2 separate regions of the Sus scrofa genome follow, and region 1 is linked to region 2. A link is a contact called in public HiChIP or PLAC-seq data. All regions are on one chromosome and are shown on one strand. Each heading gives the region's core, a stretch centred on a gene start, on an enhancer-like site or on the middle of the called end of the contact. The rest is flanking DNA. Distances are from core to core; before and after follow the strand shown.

Region 1 (7,287 bases), core at 2,723-5,222, 150 kb before region 2:
CAGTATTGTGATTGATGCAAATGTAGGAGTTCTGACTATTTATCAGCATGTGAAGAGGCTTGTTTCCTGTTGGAATTGTTGGAGGATAATCACAGCTTTTGCTGTTGGACTGCCGGAGAAGAACTCACCAATAGGGCCAGGTGTTGTTATCCCAGTCGCGGAGAATAGCAGCCCCATGCCCATCCATTCTTTGCCTGTTAGGCCTCTTCTCTGCTTTATCAGAGGACTGGAGACTCCAAGGCCGTTAGTTTGAGAGAGGATCCAGGCTTAAGGATCACCATTTTCTAGTCTCCTTGCACATAACTAGTACCAGGACTGCAGCTTCCTCCCCCTGAATTTCTGAGTCTGTGTCTGGCTAACATTATAAAGGTCTATCAAACATCCAAGATAAGGGCACTAAACTAGTTGAAATACCCTTTTTTTTTTTGAAATACTGTTTTTTTTTTAAACCAGACACATTCGTTACTCTGTGGCCATCTCATGTTACATACCTTCTAAAAGGAGAGAGGATTTTCTTTTTCCTTCTTTGAAGACCATATAATGGCTAATTGTATAAAATAGCTGGACAAGTGGGTGGATGTAATGCTTCCTCCGAGATTCCCCAGAGGGGAGTGAAGGGAGAGTGTGGCCACAACAGGCCAGCTCAGTGGGGGCTCCTTTCTGAGGATGTTTGGCTGAGAGAGTCCGGTGGGAGGGCTCTCCGGGATGGTGGAGTTGGCCTCCTGAGCGACAGCGCTGTTTGTAGCTTTCAAAACAAGTTGGGAGGCTCTGCTCCTGCTTTGCACAGCCACTTTCTGCCCACTCTTTCCTCCTTTATTATAGGTCCCTTTTATTTCACTTGCTTTGCTGTCACCTTTGGTTTTTGGACTTGGATTTCATTCTTCCCCATTTTGGAGCATATTAACCTCACCTAACTGAATTTTAGGGTTGCCTGATTAGGGGCTTGTGGAAAGATTTAACTAGGGCAGGATTTCAAAGCCTGAAGATTTATAATTACAGGTAGATGCCACTAAAGAGTAGAGCTTAACATCTTCCGCTGCTGTGGTAGGAGAGGGGCCTTTTCTAGTCAGAGGACCTACAGCCACAAGGCAGGGGCTGTGCTGATATAGCATCTGTTGCTTGTGTTCTTTCAGTGCCCAGCACAGGATTCTCGTGGTCACTGAGCATTACCTGCAGTAGAGAGTTTTTTGTAAGACCCTTAGTCTCCTTTAGCATTCAAGAAGAAATGAATCCAGCAGCTGTGAGGCCCAAAGAGTCCATGGCAGACATCGTATTCCCGGCCCCTAACCTCAGCATAAGCAAGAACTATTTATTTCTTAAAGGTGAGAAGACCAATCAGAAGTTGAAGAGAAGACCAGTGAAGCGCAAATTGGTTGGAAGATCTTGTTCCCGTCATTGCTGTGTAATAGATCACCCCAGACTTTATGGTATAAAAGGACAATGGCTGTTCGTTATTGTTTTCTCTCCTGGTTCTCTGGACTGATGGGGCCCAGCTAGGCAGTTCTTCACTTACTAGGGTTCTCTTGCATTGACCATCAGATGGTAGCTGGAACTAGAGGCATCTCAAAGGGTTTCCCACATGTCTAGTGATTGATGTTGGCTGTTGGTTGGCTCTTAGCTGTGGCTCTCAGAACACATCCTTGTGGCTTCTCCATGTGGCCTGTGTGTCCTCACGCATGGCGCCTGGCTTCAGGATCTCAGGAGCTAGATAGATAGCTTTTTATGACCTAGCCTTGGCATTCACACAGTGTCTTTCCCACCTCATTCTGTTCACTGGAAGGCAGCCACTTGAATAGTCCATGTTCAAGGAGAGAGGAATTAGATTTCCTCTGTTATTGGGAGGAGTGTCAAAGAATTTATGGATATGTTTTAAAAACATCACAGCTCTTTTGATGCTATTCTTCATCCAAATTAGATAATTTTTGAACTGTTCCTCCCTTCTTTCCTCCTTTCTTCCTTTTTTCTTTCCTAATGGCTGCCTCAGCAGCATATGGAAGTTCTTGGGTCAGGGATTGAATCCAAGCTGCAGCTGTGACCTATGCCACAGCTGTGGATCCTTTAATCCACTGTGCCAGGTGGTGGATAGAACCCGTGCCTCTGCAGCAACTCGAGCTGCTGTAGTCAGATGTTTAACCCACTGAACCACAGTGGGAACTCCTGAAATTTCCTTTTTAAAAAGAGATTTCTTCTAGAAGATACATACGGCACTCAAAATAGTACAATAGGCTGTTTCCATCTGCAGCTTCTTGCTACCCAGGTGGAAAGGGAGACTTCACTCCATGGCACAGTTTGGTTTGACCTGCTTCGGATGGGGTTCAGATCCTTTGGGTGGAGTGAGTTCTCCCTCCTCCTGTAATTGAAGCTCTTTTCCCTACGAGTCAGTCCCAGTGGTGCCCCTTTAGCCCCTTCATGTTTGACAGAACACTGGGAAACTCTAAGGAAGAAGTGACGAGAGTTTCTGTGCTTTTGTGATTCTTTATCAGCTCATTCTCTTAAACTCTGTTTCTTTACCAGTTTTTGGCCTTTCCTTTTTTTCTTCTCTCTAGATGCTTTCCTAAGACCCTTCATCTGGCAGTGCTACTACCTCAGGCTAGATTTGGCTTCCAAATGCATTGGTGTTTTGCTCGTTGTATTCTTCGACTGCTTAATCATTATCTGCTGACATTTTAAGAAAAATAAACCTTTTTTGTTTTTCTAAGCTCAGAGAGTCTACTTTCCACTGTTGTGGGATTAGTTCTCCAGAAAGAGGGTGTCTGTGCTTCAAGTCCGTGGAATAGAGCTTCTCAGGTGTGAAGAGTGCAGACATGGTGCATTTTAGAACGGCCACTGCTTTGAGCTCACTTAGATCAGGCAGCTGGCATCATCAGAGGTGTTTGCTCTTGAGAGTCAAAACAACATCTCCTGTTAAATCTCATAACTCCTAGCACATATTAGGATCTTGGAAAATACTGATCAATTATTTGATGTAGTTCACATTCTTAAAACTGTATTTATGCCAGAGGGGGAAAAAAAAGTGGAAAAAGAATTTCTTTAGCAGCCTCTCATGCCCTTATTCGGTAGAATAAAGATTGTTGAGTAGGTGACTGGCTTCAGTGTCCTACCTCCTGGAAGGCTCCTTCTTGGAGCCCCAGGTACCAACCCTAAGGAAACCAAAGGCCACGTGTAGAGAGGAGGCCCCGTGAAGGAGGCTGAAGGCCTGAAGCGCTGGCTGGGTGCACAGTGCATGGCGGCAGGAACCCCCACACAAAGCCACAGAGTTGAGAGAAATAATCGATTGTTTTTTTAAGCTAAAAAAGGAAGGATTATTGAGTTATTTTAAAGTATACTCATCCATTATTTCCTCTCGGAAGCTCACCAGAGTCACCTCAAGTGCTACTGTTTGTCACAGTGAAGGAGCTCAAATCAGGGTCCAGAGAGTAGGGACAAACACCTTGAACACTGCTCCATGTCTTCTCCACAGGAATGGTGGATGGAGCAGGTAGTACCTTCACATCTGAGTGGCTGTCGGATAGTGGAAAAAGGCTGGTTAAGAGTGTTTCTTTGGCAACTTTGGTAGGACTGGAGGTCGGAAAATGACTGCTTGCGGAGTTCCCGTCGTGGCGCAGTGGTTAACGAATCCGGCTAGGAACCATGGGGTTGCGGGTTCGGTCCCTGCCCTTGCTCAGTGGGTTAACGATCCGGTGTTGCCGTGAGCTGTGGTGTAGGTTGCAGACGTGGCTCGGATCCCACGTTGCTGTGGCTCTGGCGTAGGCTGGTGACTACAGCTCCGATTCGACCCTCAGCCTGGGAACCTGCATATGCCGCGGGAGCGGCCTAAGAAATAACAAAAAGACAAAAAAAAAAAAAAAAAGAAAATGACTGCTTGCTTAATACCAGTTCTTTTTCAATTCCCTCATTCTGAATATCAGTGAAAGGTGACTGGTCAAGAGGTTATGATGTTATGTCAGATGATTGGCCAAGGCCACAAACCAGCAAAATGATTCACTGTCTACACCAGTCTCGAAGTGACATGATTCCAACTTGTGCCTCAGCAAACTTCCAAATCATTATACGGTATGGATCTTTGGAGGCTGCAACCCAAGAGTCAAAGCTATGAATGTATTCATTGACTGTTCAGGGTCTGCGGATGTGCCCACTGAAAACTGTCATTCTGGTCACATGGGCGATGATAATGCAGCAAATTTTGTGTGAACTGAAACCTGGGGCCGGGGGTTACTTGACCTTTTGTATTAATATTCTCTTTGTGAGGTAAGATATGGAGGGTGCAAGTAGTTCTGTGTTGCTGGCACAGAGGGTGAGGCTGAAGAGGTAAAAACGAGACAGGAGGGGAAGTAGGAGCCAGAAGATGCTATAAAACATGGTAAGGGGTGTGAGAGTAATCTGATCGGCCTGTGGTGTTTAAGGGACTCTCTGAAGCCCTGGTCAGACTGAAAACTGTAGGTCTTCCGAGATGCTTTACATGGCCGGCACGATGCGTTAGAATGGCTTTGAATGCTTTTCTCTAATTTGTTACCGTCTTCAACATTCTCTGTGGTCTTGTCTCTTGTCCTTCCTCTTCCTGCTCCTTCAGTCCTTGTGAGTTTCCCTGGCTTCTGACTCTTACTGACATTTGTATCCTACAGGTGTTTCTCATCTAGTTTTTCCCAACTTGTGTTCTTAAACTCACGGTATGTGAAGCCTTCCTCCCCCTCTAAAAAAAAGATGAAAACTTTTTGGGTAAAAAAAAAATTCTCTTTGCAGATGTGGACACCCTCCGAGTCTCGCTAGTGCTCAACACCCCATGGGCCGCCGCAGCCTCCCCCTACGCGCGTACATACACATCATGCTTTGCTCTGCCCCACCTGATGGCTTTAGGACTGAATTTTGGGAGCAGAGAAGAGAAAGAAGAGCTTCCTATTAGTATTACTTTTTTCTTTTTACGGCTGCAGCTTGCAGCAATGCCGGGTCCTTAGTCCACTGAGTGAGGCCAGGGATTGTACCCACATCCTCGCGGAGACTACGTGGGGTTTTTAACCTGCTGAGCCACAGTGGGAACTCCCTTGGTATTTCCTTTTCCTTGTGGAAAGTGAATATTGCCAGAGCAAGGGAGGTAACCTGAGTGCTCTAAGAGTCAGGACAGATCCTTCCTTCACTGACAGGGTGTTTGTTGAGCTCTTTCTGTGGCACTGTTCCGAAAGCTGGAGCATAGCAGTTAGACAGAAAGTTCTGTCTTCAAGCGACTGACATTCTAGTGAAGATTAACGTGCAGCATCTAATTCCTGTGTCTGTTTGTTTTGGAAAAGAGATAAGTGTCATCTCTGTCTTCCTGACCATTAGAGTAACGTCTCTTGCCCTGTTTCCTATGAAAGATTATTAAAGACAAGTCACATTTTTGCTGCATGTCAGCTTTTTGAGCAGTTCTTAAATTGCTTGATATTGGGAGTTCCCGTCGTGGCACAGTGGTTAACGAATCCGACTAGGAACCATGAGGTTGCGGGTTCGGTCCCTGCCCTTGCTCAGTGGGTTAACGATCCGGCGTTGCCGTGAGCTGTGGTGTAGGTTGCAGACGTGGCTCGGATCCCGCGTTGCTGTGGCTCTGGCGTAGGCCGGTGGCTACAGCTCCGATTCGACCCCTAGCCTGGGAACCTCCATATGCCGCGGGAGCGGCCCAAGAAATAGCAACAACAACAACAACAAAAGACAAAAAAAAAAAAAAAAAAAAAAAAAAAAAAAAAAAAAAGAGAGAGAACTGGCCAATGGAGCTTAGACCTGTGGTTCGGACGTAATGCAACGATAGATGGATAGTAATGTTTGGATGGATAGATGGATGGCTGGATGTGGATAGATAGATAGATAGATAGATAGAAAGAAGAGAAAACTGGAGTGCTAGGGTGTTTTCTTTTTAAAATGAAAAAAATCTATTGAACTGGTGACATCAAGACTGGTGGCCAGTCTTCCATTGACGTCAGCAAGAGCAGATTGAAACCTCCACAGTAGAGTGCCCAGAGCCCTGATAGATGGGACTGGTAATTGAATTAGAAAACATTCTGAGCCCTCATCTAATGATGCTCTTGAGGCAGTCCCTTTGTCCACGATTGTTTCATCCTTGAATTGCTTGAGTGACTTATTCACTAGCAGGGGAAGTATTTTGCGTCTCCCTAAATTATGCTGCCTGTACCTCCCCAAGGCAGTCCTTTGGCATTTCACATTATTTAATGTTATATGAGTTTCCATCGGCATTAGCTTTGTTCTGCTTTGTGATTCAGTCAGATCTTTGTGTGTATAATTTGTGCACACACATGATGTTCCAATGTCCAGCTGCTCTTTTCTTTCACAAAGGCAAATAACCATTTTGATTTCCCTTTTTCCAGCAACAATACAGTATAACAATTTGAAAGGCCCCAGTCTTGCTTAATTATTAAAGCTATTGATAGGAAAGAAAGTGATCTAGAATAGTAGCTACGGTGTTATAAATGAAAAAGTCAAGTTAGCTTGTTGTTGGTTTAAAAAAATTTACAGAATCTTCCCATCCCAGCTCAGAAGTGTATATGTTGACTGTTTATTCACTTCATCTTCTGGAAGAAATTAGCGGCTTTAAATGTTAAAGATAGATAATGCTGTTAATGGTCACAAGTAAAATCTGCAGGAGAAAAGGAGGATTTTTTTTCTAAGTTCTAAAGACTTTTTCAGTACCAAGCTCTGAGGATAAATTTTTCCTAACTTCTCCTTATATTAAGTTCCCACCTCTTAAATAGTTTTGTGTTCAGGCTTAACCAGAAATACCTTCTTGCATCATGAACACATTATCTAGAATTTGATGCTAAATTTTTTACGCTTTTACAGGAACTGAGGAAGCATGGGAGAATCCGAATGCTTCTTGGACCTCTTGATGTATCCTAGTCAGACACGTGTTTGTCCTTAGCAAGATGATTATTCCAAACCACAGATTCATTAGGACTTTGAATTCCTCATTGAGAGTAAGAAAGAACTTCTAATTTTGAGGAAGTGAAAGAAGGCTGGTGTGGTAAGAGTGTAGTGGGCAAGGAGGAAACTGGTACAAAGTGAGGAGTAAGAAGGCTAGATCTCCTTGGGCTTTGTAGGTCATGAGAAAGAGTGTGAATTTATTCAAGTCGCTTTCTGGTTGCTACCGCGTAGACAGAGCATTTAACCTGAAATGCCTATGGCTTTGGTTATGGAGGGGCAAGTTGCTTTTCTGGCTTAGTGTACCTTGGAATGTTGGACCGATAAAATGAAACAGTGTCTGGTCAATGCGTCTTCCAAACCTTTGCAACCTTCAGTGTTTGTCCA
Region 2 (7,125 bases), core at 1,126-3,625:
TAAGTAATTAAGTCAACTTCCTAGAACCAAAGTTCCAGATTAAGAGGGCCCACCAATAGTCCAGCACCACAAAGCAAAACAGATCTATACACAGGGACGAGGCATATCACTGTGAAATTTTAGAACACTTGGGACAAACAGAAGCTCTTATAAGCTTACAGACCAAAAAAAAAAAAAAAAAAAATTCTCAACTAAGTATCAGAATTGCATCATTATAAGCTCTTCAAGAGCAATCCTGGAGGAGCTTCCACTGTGGTGCAGTGAGTTAAAAACATGACTACAAGGGCTTGGGTTGCTATGGAAGTGTGGGTTTGATTCCTGGCCCGGTGCAGGAGGTTAAAGGATCTGGAGTTTGCGGCAGCTATGGTGTAGGTTGTGGCTGTGGCTTGCGTTCAATCTCTGGCCTAGAAACTTCCATGTGCCAGGGGTGCAGCCATAGGGGGAGGGGGGAAGCAATCCTGGAAACTAGAAGGCAATGGAGCAATGTCCTCATTACTCTGAAGAGAAAGTACTTCCAACTTAAAATTCTATTCTAAGACATGATTAAATATTATGGATGACATGCAAGAGCTCAAGGCATGTAAGATTTCAAAAAATTTACTTTTATATATCCTTTCAGGTTTCTGCTCAAGTAGGTATCAGAGAGGCTTTTTTCCATCACCTTTTACAAAAGAACAAATCTTCATCCTCATCCTGGTTGTCCTATTCTCCTTACCTTCTCTGAAACATTGACACAGTACCTTTTCTTTTCATCCTCCCAATCTGAAACACCCTCACTAAAATATAAATCTCCAGAGGGTAAGGACCATATGTTCACTGATGTGTTCTGAACACCTAGAACCATGTCTGATATATGAGAGACCCTCTCTGACACAAAACAACAACAACAACAACTAATTTTACAAAAGCAAACAATGGAGAGAAAGCACAATCAGACTGAATATTCATGTATGAGGATAAAATGCAGGCATTTTCAGAAATACAAGGTCTCAGTGGTCTCTTTCAGAGACTCCTTTCTTTCCTAACAAATTGAAAGTTTGTGGCAACCCTGTGTGGAGCAAATCAGCATGATTCTTATTTGCTCAGTTTGTGTCTCTGTGTCACATTTTGGTAATTTTTTTTTTTTTTTTTTTTGCTTTTTTAGGGCCACACCCACTGCATATGGAAGTTCCTAGGCTAGGGGTTGAATCGGACCTACAGCTGCCAGCCTATGCCACAGCTATAGCAACGCCAGATCCAAGCTGTGTCTGCGACCTACAACCACAGCTCACGGCAACGCCAGATCCTTATCCCACTGAGTGAGGCCAGGGATTGAACCTGCAACCTCATGGTTCCTAGTCGGATTCGTTTCCACTGCGCTACGACAGGAACTCCCCAGAGACTCCTTTCTGAAAGCAAAAGGAATATTCTCCAAAAGGGGAAGAAAAGATCATTCCCTATGATCTTTTGGACTATGGTTTCCCCACTTATCCTAAGTACGAAATCTATGCCTCTTTCCACCTTAATTAGCAGATAAAATCTACCTCTGGTTCTCCCCTTTCACAAACAAAGAAATAGCTTTCTCTGAATTAATTCAATCTTACTGAAATTCTTTAATATAATGATTCACTTAATAGAAATTCATACTGAAAGAAACAGAAAACACAGGCTGCCAAACGCCTCACATTAGCAGAATTCGGCTGAGTATGGTTATGGCCAAGATCAAAGTAGCTGATGCTTCTCTCCCCCTTCGTTGTAGCTGAGCTGTGGCTGAAGCTGCCAGACATGGGAGAAGCTCACTGCTCACAGCACAGAATGTCAGCTTTGAACCATAACTAAAGGCAAGCTGCCAATAATCAGTGGGAGATAGCTGAAATTCATATAGAAGTTAACAGGAAAACTGGACTGCTTTTCAGAAACTTGTCTATTCCATGAAGGCCTGTTATGCTTATATTTCCAAACATATGAAGCTTAAAAACTATTTAATCATCTCTGACAAATCCAATTCATTCATCAAATGTTCAGAAAACGTTGTTCCCTAAGATTTACAGACATCAGCTTTTTAGACCTAAAAAACTGACTGTGAACTCTTCTACTGCAGTGGTCAAGTTTCTTTTTTTTCCTTTTCAGTCCTGGGCATGAGTCATGGCGTCAAGCACACAGTACTTCATAAACTCACACAATCTCCTCATTTCTAGAAGACTGAGGTTTAGAAATGTTACATGGCTTGCCCCACAATGCTTATATTAACAAAGTCAGATCTAGGACTAGCCCACAGACCTCTCTCTGGACTTTCCTTTTAAGGTCTGACCAAATTTAAATGAAGGTAAGGGGAGATCAACGGCAATTTTTGGAATCATGAATCATGCTGGCTCTGTCATGCAGTTAGCAGTCCCTAAAAGTTAACTTACTAACTTGTAAGTAAAAGATTACTTACAAGTAATCCAATTAAATCTGACCTCTTCAAAGGTAACCATGTTACACACATCTAATAAAAATTCTAAAGGAAATACCCTAAACTTTATATCCAAGGACCCAGGCTAATTTTAACTGTGTGAACTCACACGTGCTTACACACCAATTCAGTATCTTTCTACACTGACATCTACCATCTACCATGTAAAAGCCACCGTGTGCCTATACATCTGCATAATGGATTACGTTCAGTTAATTAAGCTCATGAAACATGTGACAGGGATGTGACTGGCAAGGTAGACAGGGGTTTCATATGCTATCAGTTCTATACCAACTTTTTTTGTTGTTGTTGTTGTTGTTGTCATTTTTGCTATTTCTTGGGCCGCTCCCGCGGCATATGGAGATTCCCAGGCTAGGGGTCGAATCGGAGCTGTAGCTGCCAGCCTACGCCAGAGCCACAGCAACGCGGGATCCGAGCCACGTCTGCAATCTACACCACAGCTCACGGCAACGCCGGATCGTTAACCCACTGAGCAAGGGCAGGGACCGAACCCGCAACCTCATGGTTCCTAGTCGGATTCGTTAACCACTGCACCACGACGGGAACTCCTATACCAACTTTTATATTGAAGGCAGTGGGGAACGACAGAAATCTTTCATGCAGAAAACTGACAAGGATGAGATCTGCATTTCAGAAAGATCATTTTGGCGGCAACATGGAAGATGGGTTAGAAGAGGGACAAATCTGTAGGCAAAGAGGCCTTAGGCAGCTGAATTAATTAAAGTGAGAAGTGATGAAGGTCAAATGCAAGGCACTGATGGAAGAAGTTGGAGAAGTGAGAATGGATTTAAGCACTCCTACATCTGGGACCCTGGTTAATAATTTTAAAACCCAAAGAATTAAAACTTAAATGAAGTCATACTGGTGCTATAAAGTGAGTAGAGCCTTCAAAGCTTACTTAAACTCATACTAAAAGGCAAATGAACACCTTCCTAACTTTACATTTATGCTGTTAAGATAGTAACCAAAGGTCACAAAAACTGTCACTTAGGTTCTCTGAGTAACCAGGTGTCTAAAGGTATTTTGGCTAAAACAAAGCTCTATTTCAAGCACCAGAGCCAGCATCCTAATATGTTACCACTGAAAGGGAAAGACAGGAAATGAATCAATAAACCTCAGGCACATGCTTGGCCTGAAAAGACACAGCATATCAAGGAGCAGAAATCTGAAAACAAAGGCCCTGGGTAATTTAATTACTAGGCCGGAATCTGCTGACTACCGGTTTAATTGTTTGAACAGTGCCTAAACTGTCTGAAAAGGTGACCACCCTAAGATTTTGTACCATTTTCTGCGTGTGACCACATGGATGAACATGAGAAATAGTTCTGAAGAATGTAGGAATCTTGAATAACTTTCATTAATCACACCTATGATGCCACAGGAAAATTTTAAAGAGTCAAAACCTCACATTTATAAATAACTCAAGGCTCTTTTGAGCAAATTCATTTGCCATTACACACTCCATGCTTCCAGATCAAGAAAATAAGATCCTTCAGAGATGAGCACAAATTGCTACGTTAGAATTGGAAAACAAAAATTACTCAGATTAAATTTATACACTCTTATTTCTCGTCATACTTCAAAAAGTGTAATTTGCAGGAGTTGGAAGAAAGTGTAACTGTAGGATGGCAACCATCAGTAAGGACTTAAAAACTGCTCAGTCCTCTAGAGGAAGCTAATTTTCTCCTTTGATTCAGTCAGTATTTCCTCATTCATGTTTATCTCCTGAAGAGTAATCCAACAGAAAACTCCTTTCAAAAACAGAACAAAGAAGTACCTTCAGACTATTTAACCTGGCAGTGTTTTCCTTTTGGCTTCATTGGATAAGTAAGGTGTATAGACCAAAGTAGACTATTACCCCATTTGCTCAACGGGTGTTTATAAAATGCTGTGTATTGTGTTAAGTCCTCCACAGAAGCTTACAATCTCGTAGAGATAAAAAGATACACATGAAGACCTTAAACAACAATGAAAGACAGTATGTAGACAAATACTAAAGTGAGTTGTACAGGAGAGGGAACTAAATGCTCCCCAAAGAGGAAATCAATGTGGATAGAGTTCATTGAGAAAGCCTTTATGGAAGAGATAGAACTTCAGCTACATCTTTAGAAAGGCAAAACTTGAACACGTAGAGAGCAAAGGGTGTTCTATTCCAGATCAACATGAGCACTGATTTGGAATCAGAAACTCAAATGTCCTCTTTTGAGAATCAAAATGATGACCAGCCCAGTTACGGGTTTGGTGGTCATCAGATTTGGTAAGAAGTCCAGTTTCCAAAGTACTAGGCCAAAGACAGGGGCTCAAGTGCTTCCTACTTCCAATAAGATGAGGAGGGAATATGCAACCACAGCTCTAGCAGAGAGAGGATAGTTACATACACCATAGTGGGCAAAACCCATTACATGCTTTGCCTGTTTCTAGTTGTAATGATAATTTAATCAATTATGAACAAATCAATTATGTCCTTTAAGATTCAATTAACTGACATGCTTAAGGGGATGAGGGGAGGGCAGAGATTTCTTCAGGCAGAAGAAACAGCAAGTGCGAAGTCACTGTGGCAGAAGAGCCTTGTTAAGTTCAAAGAACTTTAAGAAGGCATGTGACCAGTTAGCATAGTGTAGTCATTCAAAGCTTGGGTACCAAAGTCAGCCAAAGTCCAGCTATGGCTTCAAGCCTTGGTTATGTCACTTATTTGCTTGCTACTGTGTGACCTGGACAAATTTTCCTCTGTTGTAAAACGGAGATGTTAATAGTCCCTATCTTAGAAAGTGTTCGAGAGGAGGAAGCGGCAGAGTAAATGTATAGGACTTAGTACAATGCCAAGCACGTGACAAGTGTTCACATAATGATTATCTTTATTGTTATTGTTTTTAAGGCTTGGATGGGTAGAGTGGAATCATCTTTGTTGGCTCTGTTAAGATTCCTGCACTTGATTCCAAAAACAACGGAAGCCTCTCAGTTTCAGCTGGATTTTTGCTTTTAAAAGGTGGCTTACTTAGTGCCTTTTATAAGAAACCCCAAAGGAAAAATTTATTCTAGAATTTACTGTCAAGGAAAGGTTTGCTTTCTTTCCCTTAGACAGAATTCCGAAAATGGCGATATCTCCTTTTCATTTTGACAGCCAGAGAGCTTAGAGCCAAATCTGAAGTTCTCAGGCCCTTCCTGCCTGCTTACTTGTGTTCCCTTCCTACCTCCTATGACTGTTTTCTAGTCTTATATGTATTTTCTGATTCAGTTCTTTATTATTATTTATATTTTAGAATTATTGTTTTTGTATTATTTTCATTTAAAGCTACTTCAACCATTTGTGGAACGATTTAATTAACCAAACAAAAATAAAGGGCATAAACACCACAGCCTCATAATGCATGAATCACACACTGTAGATGCATTCTCAGCATGCCACCAAAATCACTCTTTCAGCCTAAACCTAGTCAGATGAAGAAAACCAGATGGCACAGGAAACCTCTCTCTATGCAAAGAAGGAGCAGATGAGGAGAGTGCAAAGACCCAAGGCCTTTCCAGAATTAGCAGGGCACAGCTAGGGCAGTCAGTGCCAGGAGCAGAAGAGAACTTGAAAGTGGCAAGCTGCTGGAAACTCATGTACAATCAAGGTTAGGATTTTATTTTTTGTGTATGAGTGTTTTTTTCCAAAAGTACTTCACCCTCTTCTTATCCTTCCACTGCTCTGCTGTTCCGTTCCCCTGCTCCTGAGACATTCTGTTGCTTCACCATCTCCTTCCCGAGCTTGGATCTCATGGGCAGCCACTTCAACGCTGACCCCTCTGGCCACTGCAACTCCTACACCCATCTGTCCTTCTGCCATTCCAATCCCCAACCTGGGTCATTCATATTGTCAACTTCTTCTCCTCCTGGGTTGGAAAGCCCTGCTGACTGAGTCTACAAGGAACCACCCACCACAGTCCTAATTATCGTCGCCTTTATTCATCCGCTGACTATGCTAAGAACGCTCCCAGCTGCTCTAAACCTTTCCCCGTACCAGTGCCTAAGTACTGCTCCTTTCCTGAGGTCTCAACTGTTACACTGCAGAATGGATTAGATCTATTCTACATTAACAACCTCATCTTCCTTCTATTGCTCCCAAAGTGCCTCTGGAGCCATATCCTCAGCACAAGCTCTCATTCTCACCTGTGCACATCTTCTCAGAGAGGAGGAATTCCTCTCCTCCAAGCTAACCATTCCCTCTGCTCTGGATACCAGTCTCTTGCCTACACTGAGAACTTGTTTCACCAACTATCTCTTCTTTCCTACCTATATTCTTTTCTAGTTTCCTCAACACTAAGACCATCGCCACAAACCAAACTGTGACACAACACTGAATTCTATAGACCCTAACTATCCCTCCGTTCTTTCTTTCCTTCTTTCCACCTTTAATACCTCAAAATAGTTTTATAATACCTTTCTCCATTTTCTCACTATCCATATATGTCCATAACTTTTTGAAATTTGGCTCTAGCTCCCAATTTATTGAAAAGTACTCTCTTCAAATCATTGGTGATCTCTTAAATGTCTGATCAGGACAAGAACTGTCCTTATTCCTTCTTTCTCTCTTTTGTCTGATCAGGACAAGAATTCTCCTTATTCCCAAGATACTCTTCTACCTCACCAATTCTAGTTTACTCATCTGCCTTCTAAATGAAGGCATAATC

The links. HiChIP or PLAC-seq counts read pairs in DNA pulled down with a chosen protein or histone mark.
Region 1: an H3K27ac HiChIP or PLAC-seq map of alveolar macrophages shows a contact between it and region 2. The contact joins two enhancer-like sites. A contact is called at or near these places in 2 of 2 datasets of contacts at active chromatin or transcription factors (alveolar macrophages and skeletal muscle).

Annotation. Positions count from the first base shown.
Region 1 is chr9:39,541,831-39,549,117 of Sscrofa11.1, reverse strand. All of the region lies in intron 15 of ALG9 (ALG9, alpha-1,2-mannosyltransferase), which reads left to right. Among named protein-coding and RNA genes, the nearest start is that of PPP2R1B, 28 kb to the right of the region's middle. Within about 2 kb of position 3,972, at least 1 of the 83 cell types and tissues checked has an H3K27ac peak or open chromatin away from gene starts, as enhancers often do. A contact at or near this core is called in alveolar macrophages, where this site is marked.
Region 2 is chr9:39,391,996-39,399,120 of Sscrofa11.1, reverse strand. All of the region lies in intron 3 of SIK2 (serine/threonine-protein kinase SIK2), which reads right to left. Among named protein-coding and RNA genes, the nearest start is that of SIK2, 27 kb to the right of the region's middle. Within about 2 kb of position 2,375, at least 9 of the 83 cell types and tissues checked have an H3K27ac peak or open chromatin away from gene starts, as enhancers often do. A contact at or near this core is called in alveolar macrophages, where this site is marked.